Linked DNA regions of Mus musculus: region 2 is linked to region 1. A link is a contact called in public promoter capture Hi-C data. All regions are on one chromosome and are shown on one strand. Each heading gives the region's core, a stretch centred on a gene start, on an enhancer-like site or on the middle of the called end of the contact. The rest is flanking DNA. Distances are from core to core; before and after follow the strand shown.

What was found. Promoter capture Hi-C pulls out the DNA fragments that hold promoters and counts their contacts.
Region 2: a promoter capture Hi-C map of embryonic stem cells shows a contact between it and region 1, with 3 times the contacts expected there. The contact joins the promoter of Ngf here to the promoter of Nhlh2 in region 1. A contact is called at or near these places in 4 of 39 promoter capture datasets (embryonic stem cells, hippocampal neurons and stem cell-derived epiblast-like cells) and 2 of 115 datasets of contacts at active chromatin or transcription factors (embryonic stem cells and stem cell-derived neural progenitor cells).

The regions. Positions count from the first base shown.
Region 1 is chr3:102,008,367-102,011,440 of GRCm38.p6, reverse strand. Nhlh2 (nescient helix loop helix 2) reads right to left here and starts at 1,296. Exons shown (of 3, transcript NM_178777.3): 1 at 1,116-1,296; 2 at 382-706.
Region 2 is chr3:102,468,537-102,471,584 of GRCm38.p6, reverse strand. It overlaps Ngf (nerve growth factor), which reads right to left and starts at 1,666. Exons shown (of 3, transcript NM_001112698.2): 1 at 1,625-1,666.

The DNA.
Region 1 (3,074 bases), core at 47-2,546:
GAGCTCAGAAACAGCTTTCCGTGCAAGGAAAACGGATCCTCAGAATAACAATAAATGAACCAAACGAACTGCATGCTGCTCCCCCCGCCCCCCAGGCTTTTCTCTACGTTTATAAGTGAAACAACTCACACCTACGCAGTTGGCGTGAAGAGGTAGAAATACACAGGGAGAAAAATCATAGCAAACCACGACATAGTTACAGATCGGACAAAAAGTTCCCGGGCTGTCCCCCCACGCGTTTAAATCCTCCAGATATTTAAATAGTCATAAATGGTATTTCTCGTGGGCATTTAAGTCTATGACCATGTGTGAGGAATACATCTATAAAATACAATATGACTCAACTTAATCTAAAGAAAAAGAGACGTGAAGATGTCTTACCTTGCAAGAGCCCTGTCGATAATCTTTTCGTCAATCTTTTAGAGTTAAAATTCCAGGAAACAAGGAGGAGAGATCCTGGCAAATATTAAAAGCAGCCAATATTTATTACATTCGCAGATGAAAAAGCAGCTGTCATCTCGCCGACCACCACAACGAGCGGCGGTGTCTTAGCGGGTGTATGGTTGTTCACTTAGTTGATGGATTGAAAACGCCCGTTTGTTTGTTTGTTGGTTTGTTTTTAACTGTTCTTAAACATTTCAGGAAAATTCGTTGTTGATCTTTATAAGTCGAAGTGTTGAAACCTCACGCCTCCCCACTCAAAGGGCTGTATAAATAACAAAAGAGATGCTGAGATAAAAACAATCACATCAAAGGGACGATTCCTCCACTTTCTAATAGCAGAATAATCAATAAGAAAGATGGTTAAGATAAAATTCCATTCCTTGAGGACTCCTTCCCTTCCCTTAATCGGGCTGGGGCGAAACTGGGAAGTGCGGTCAGGGATGGAAGGGGCTCAGAAGTGATTTTTCTCTTCTTCTTCAAGATAATGCTTTGTTCAGCCGGTGTCTCCCCAGTTCCCAGGAACAACAATACAGTAACTAGGGCTTAAGGTTGCCTCTGTCTTGTCCCTCATCTACTTCTGTGTTGTATAAGCAGACGCCAATTTTGCAGTTTCAAAGTCTTTCAAGGTTTGGTTACACCCCCTACCCTACCCCACTCCCTCCCCTCTTTACCTTGTGGTGAAATGTATATAGTCAGTAGCTTGGAGATGCTGGAGAGAGATTGGAGAGAAGTGGACGTCTTCTGGAGTAACAGTGACAGGGAAGCAGAGAAAGGGGAGCTTGGGAGAGCCAGAGAGGAGAGGCAGCTGCCTGTGTGGCTTCTTGGCTCTTCTGGTACCAATTGATTTAGCCTGGAGATGGTGGAAGAGATAAAGGCTTAAGAAGGGGGATGGAATTTTTTCCCCCTAAATTGATATTTAATGGGAAATCCTATTGGACAGAAACCTGGACACGAGTCACTTAATTGGACTTGACATCTGTCACAGTGTGGGAGTTTTCACAGCCCAAATATTTTAGCAGATCAGATTCCCACTGAATCTGTGCCATAAAATATAGCAGTTGAAAGCAGCCCATGATAGAAGCCATAGCATCTACAGCGTCTGGCCACACAGGCGGTTCCTTGTTTTCAGATTATTGATGCAATATTTAAGTGCAAGTAGACACTATATGAACATGGAAAATTCCTCTGGCATTTTGTGAGCCAGCATTTTTTTAAATCAATAGTTAGAAAAATAGTTGTGCTGGGCACATGAAAGCATATTCTGTCTATGACACTGTAATTAAGGTGAACGATCCAGACAGGCAATGCTAACATTTATGTAAAGTGAAGTGTCTTTTAGAGGATGCTTTAATCATGATTATTTAAGCATATGGATGTTTTGGAGAAAGGTTCTACTATGAGACCAGCTTATTAATAGATGATATTTTAAAGGACGTTTGACACATTAGTTTAAATCATTGGTGGAATTAGGAGCAGAATCCAAGTAGTTAGAGACCACTAGATAATTCTACTTTTTGAGTTATGTTTGGTTTTCTTTTTCTTTACCCATTTACTCATGTTCATTATTCGCTGTAAAATATGACACACAGTATGTGCAAAGACAGTACTTTATTCTTGCCCATCCTAACACGTGAGTGAATATATTTAGCTGGGTGGCAATGTAATTGTGCTAAAATGTAAATATTAAGTATTCTAGCATGCAATGCCTTTGCCTAAGATGACCTCCAGTCCCAAATTTATGTGTTTTACAAAATTAAGGGAAATTTACTGTTAGTCACTATCAATTATATATTATTTGCTATTATTTACACATTGCCAGTGATACCACTAATTCTGTCTTCTTTCTGTCTATCTTCCTTCCTTTCTTCCTTCCTGTCTTTCTTTCTTTTTGGTATTTTTGACAAGGTCTCACTATGCAGCCCTGGCTGGCCTGACCCTCACCATGGAGACCAGGCTGACCTCAAACTCATAGAGATATGCTTGTTTCTGCTTCTCATGTGTTGGGATTAAAGGCATGTACCATCACACCCAAATACTATTTTTTTTTAGATTGATTAAGCTTAGAGGAAATGAGAGAATAATAGCCAACCTCCTGTCTCCCTGTTCCTAGGTGAGTTTTTGTGGAGAGGAGAACCTTCACTTTCTCTTCATAATCACCTTTGTCCTATAAAGAGGTATTGTCCTCAGGGGAGGGCTGTAGAGCTACCCACCTAGAGAGTGGCCCTCTGGGTTCCTCATGGCTGTGATGTATATTGTTTGCCTTTGTTCACATCAGCTCCAGGAGGGTAATGGGCCAGAATAGGCAGGGTAGAGGGAAAGAAGGGAATATGGTACCAGTGCTGCTCAGCCTCACCTCTGCTCAACCCAGGTATCCCCAAGCATAGAGATGGGCAAGCAGAGAAGCCCCTTCCCTGCAGGGCTGGTGGGAGCCAGGAGTGACGATGTGGGAGAGAGGAAGGTTTCCCAGCCTGGCTAGCAGCAGCCAACACTAAGCACTAACACACAACAGAGATGTACACACAGATGCGCACCCTCAGATACTCATGTCTCCTCACCATCTAGAGCTCACACAAGCTGTCTGGCTCAATTAGATGCTTGGGCAGATGGACTGAAAACTGTGGTGGCTTTTG
Region 2 (3,048 bases), core at 417-2,916, 460 kb before region 1:
GCACAAGGGACAGTCAAGTCTTCTGCATGTCATTACCAGCCATGCTGGCCTCATCCCCCAGACCACATTCTCCTCCAGCTGCGTGTCCCCTGTGAACCTCTGGGAATACCATCTATGATGAGTTAGTAATTCAGGTTGCCAGGCTGACACATGGCTTACTCAGCAGACGAAAACCGAATGTGGCCCGTGACTCTGGAGAGAGGGGAAGTTTCATTTGGTAGAGAACTGTTACACTGGCCAAGCAGGGTGGTAAGGGCGACTGCACTGCCCTCTGAACTGCTGGGAGAGGGGCAGGCAGCCCTTTTCATCAGTTATAACTGAGTTTCAGGAGTTCGAGACCCTGAGGAGACGTTATGGATGGGACCTCTGTGGCTAGTTCTGAGTTTGCAAAGTTCAGCTGGCCATGCCTATGGGGAGAGTAGACTGGTACTGCCAGAGAGGACTCTGGGAGGATGGGGGCAATACATCAAATGGCTTTTCTCCAGGGTTTCCATTGGCCTCCCATGATAGATGGGGGCAGAGGCACCCAGGAGAGCAGTATTTTTGGTCTGCAGCTGGGAACGTGCACTGAGTTTTCCTTAATACCCACAGCACCCAAAAGACTTCGTAGTAATACACTTTAACGCACGAAAGACCCATAAATTATCCTTCAAACTGCACAATTTCCAGTCTGGAACAACTTGGAAAAACCAGCCTAACAAGCAGGCTCTTCTTGACTCTCTGAAGTAAACCTGATGAGAAAGGTCAAGCCAAAAATCACCTTCCTTATGAATCTCAGAAAGTTTTAGGAAAGCAAGAGCATTGTAATCAAACGGTGCTAAAGACGCCTTATGTTTACATTGGATTCAAGTTTCAACACCCTGACCCCAGAATCCTCTCTCCCTCCCCTGCAGCTTCTCTGCCTGAACCCAAGAGCGACCGCTGCCCTTCCCAATCCCGGGTGCCAGCCTCTGCCACACCTGGCAGCAGACAGCTGAATGTACTGGGTGACCCAAGCAGTAAGGCTATGCCTTGGGATGCCCAGCAGGCCCCACCGAGGACCCTGGTGCTCGGCACTTGGAACCCAAGCTTCCAGAATCAACCCTTGGTACCCACAATATTACACTCTGAACCCTGCTACAAACACCGAGTCTAGATCACCCTGGCTGACAGTCCTCTTACCTAGGAGCAGAGAGGCGCTCTTGGGTCTGTGAGCACTGCCCAGTCGGCGTGCTGTGCACTCGCCCTCTACCGCGCGCGGGCTACTGTTCCGCCACCCCAGCGCGCTCGCAGCGCGCGCATCCCTCACTCCAGGCTCTCTTGAGCGCTGTCCCCTTCTAGCCTGAGAGCTCAGGCTGGGCAATGCAGCTTCTGCAGGCGCCAGTGTTGACTTTGGTACTTCTGGTCATCCAGGAACAGGGAATTTCACGACCAGGGAGACCCTCACTCCCTTCGCTTCCCTTGCGTGCCCACGATCTCGTGTTCCTACATCTACTCGGGACAGTTCTTTCAAGGGTGCGCTTCAGCCCACAAAGATCTAGCTAGACAGGGATCCAAGCACACCGTCCCAGGGAGCCCGGCAACCCCAGTCCGCCGCACCGCGTTGCACCCGTATCGGGGCTCGGCTCAGAGAAGCCTGACTCACCGATGCGCTCCCCTCCGGCTCCAGGCGCTCTCTGCCGTGCTGGAGCACAGAGCTTCTTTAACAGGCTTCCTGACTGTATTTAGCCCCTCCTCCAGGCTCGTCACACCCTCTCCAAATCCTGCCCCCCACTCACCCGACCCCTCCCTCTCTGGCCAACTCCAATCCCAGCCCGCACCTGCTGTGACTAGACCCAGGGGTCCGGGTTGTAAGGGTCCTGGGGACAAGGGATGGATAGCTCCCGAGTTGATGGGACATAGCCAGGAAAAGCCAGTCAGGGAAGAATTCAAAACCCCTGGTTTAGATGAAAATGCATGGTGGGGGGAGGTCACAGATGCAGAGAGAGATTTTCTAGGGCACCAGGCAAGGTAGCTGGCTCCAAACACCAATGGGCAGACAGGCTGAGCAGGGCTGAGTTGATTGGCTGAGTTGGAGTCCCTTTACCTCTTCCCCTGGCTCACTGCCTTGCTAGCCTCCTGGGGTGACTTAGTCTTCTTTGGTGGCCAGGATATCAGGTGTTGCTATCTCTGCAAATCTGAGAGCTGAAGGAACACTGAGAACACCCACAACACCGGAAACTCCTGGATTGGCCAGTGCCAGGGGTTGCTCTGAAACCAGGCAGAAGCAGAATTAACTAGAATGTCAAGACAGAGGTATATCTGCCTGAGGTCAAAGGAAGAGGACCTTAGGTGTTCAGATTACCCCAACTCCCACTCCCACTGCCAGCCTTAGCACTGGCATTGCAGGGGCCTCCCAGGAGAGCTGGTCCCTTGGAAACTGTAGATGGAACTGTGTCTGTATGTGCTCCCTGCGTGTTTCTAGATCTGGGGTCCTAGGGCTTCTGTCGGTTTTTAGGAGTCAGTAAACACAGACCCAGGAGAAAGCCAGGCCTTCTGCACCACCCCAGGGCTCACCTCAATTCTCTCTCACCTCTTTTGTCTACTTACTTATGGTGGGGGGTCCTCAGTTGGCCCTCCAGAATGTCTTGGATCTGATAGATTCAGGAGCTGATGGGGTCTTCCCCGTTTGACCTCCCCTTCCTCTATGGTGTTTACACCTCAGCTTCAAGGGAGAAATATGCCCTAAGTCAGCTTTTTCACCAAATGTGCACTAACAATTGTAATAAAATTCTATGGATTTTGGAAATGAACACACACACACACACACTTGTGTGAAATGACTTACTTCCTTCGGAAAGACATGTTCTATGCCCCACCCCCACCTTCATGAATGCCACAGGAAGGAATGGATGCAGGAAAGTGAGTGACAGAGGGAAGGTAAGGTACGAAGGTGACACCTTAGTCTAGGCAAGAATCATGCTCCATGAAGTTGGGATGGAGTGAGGCCCAGGTGGTCCTTTTTCCCCATTGAAGGTCACGTGGGAAGGAGAGGACCTATTGATGTATTTCCAGTCCTCTGAATTTCAA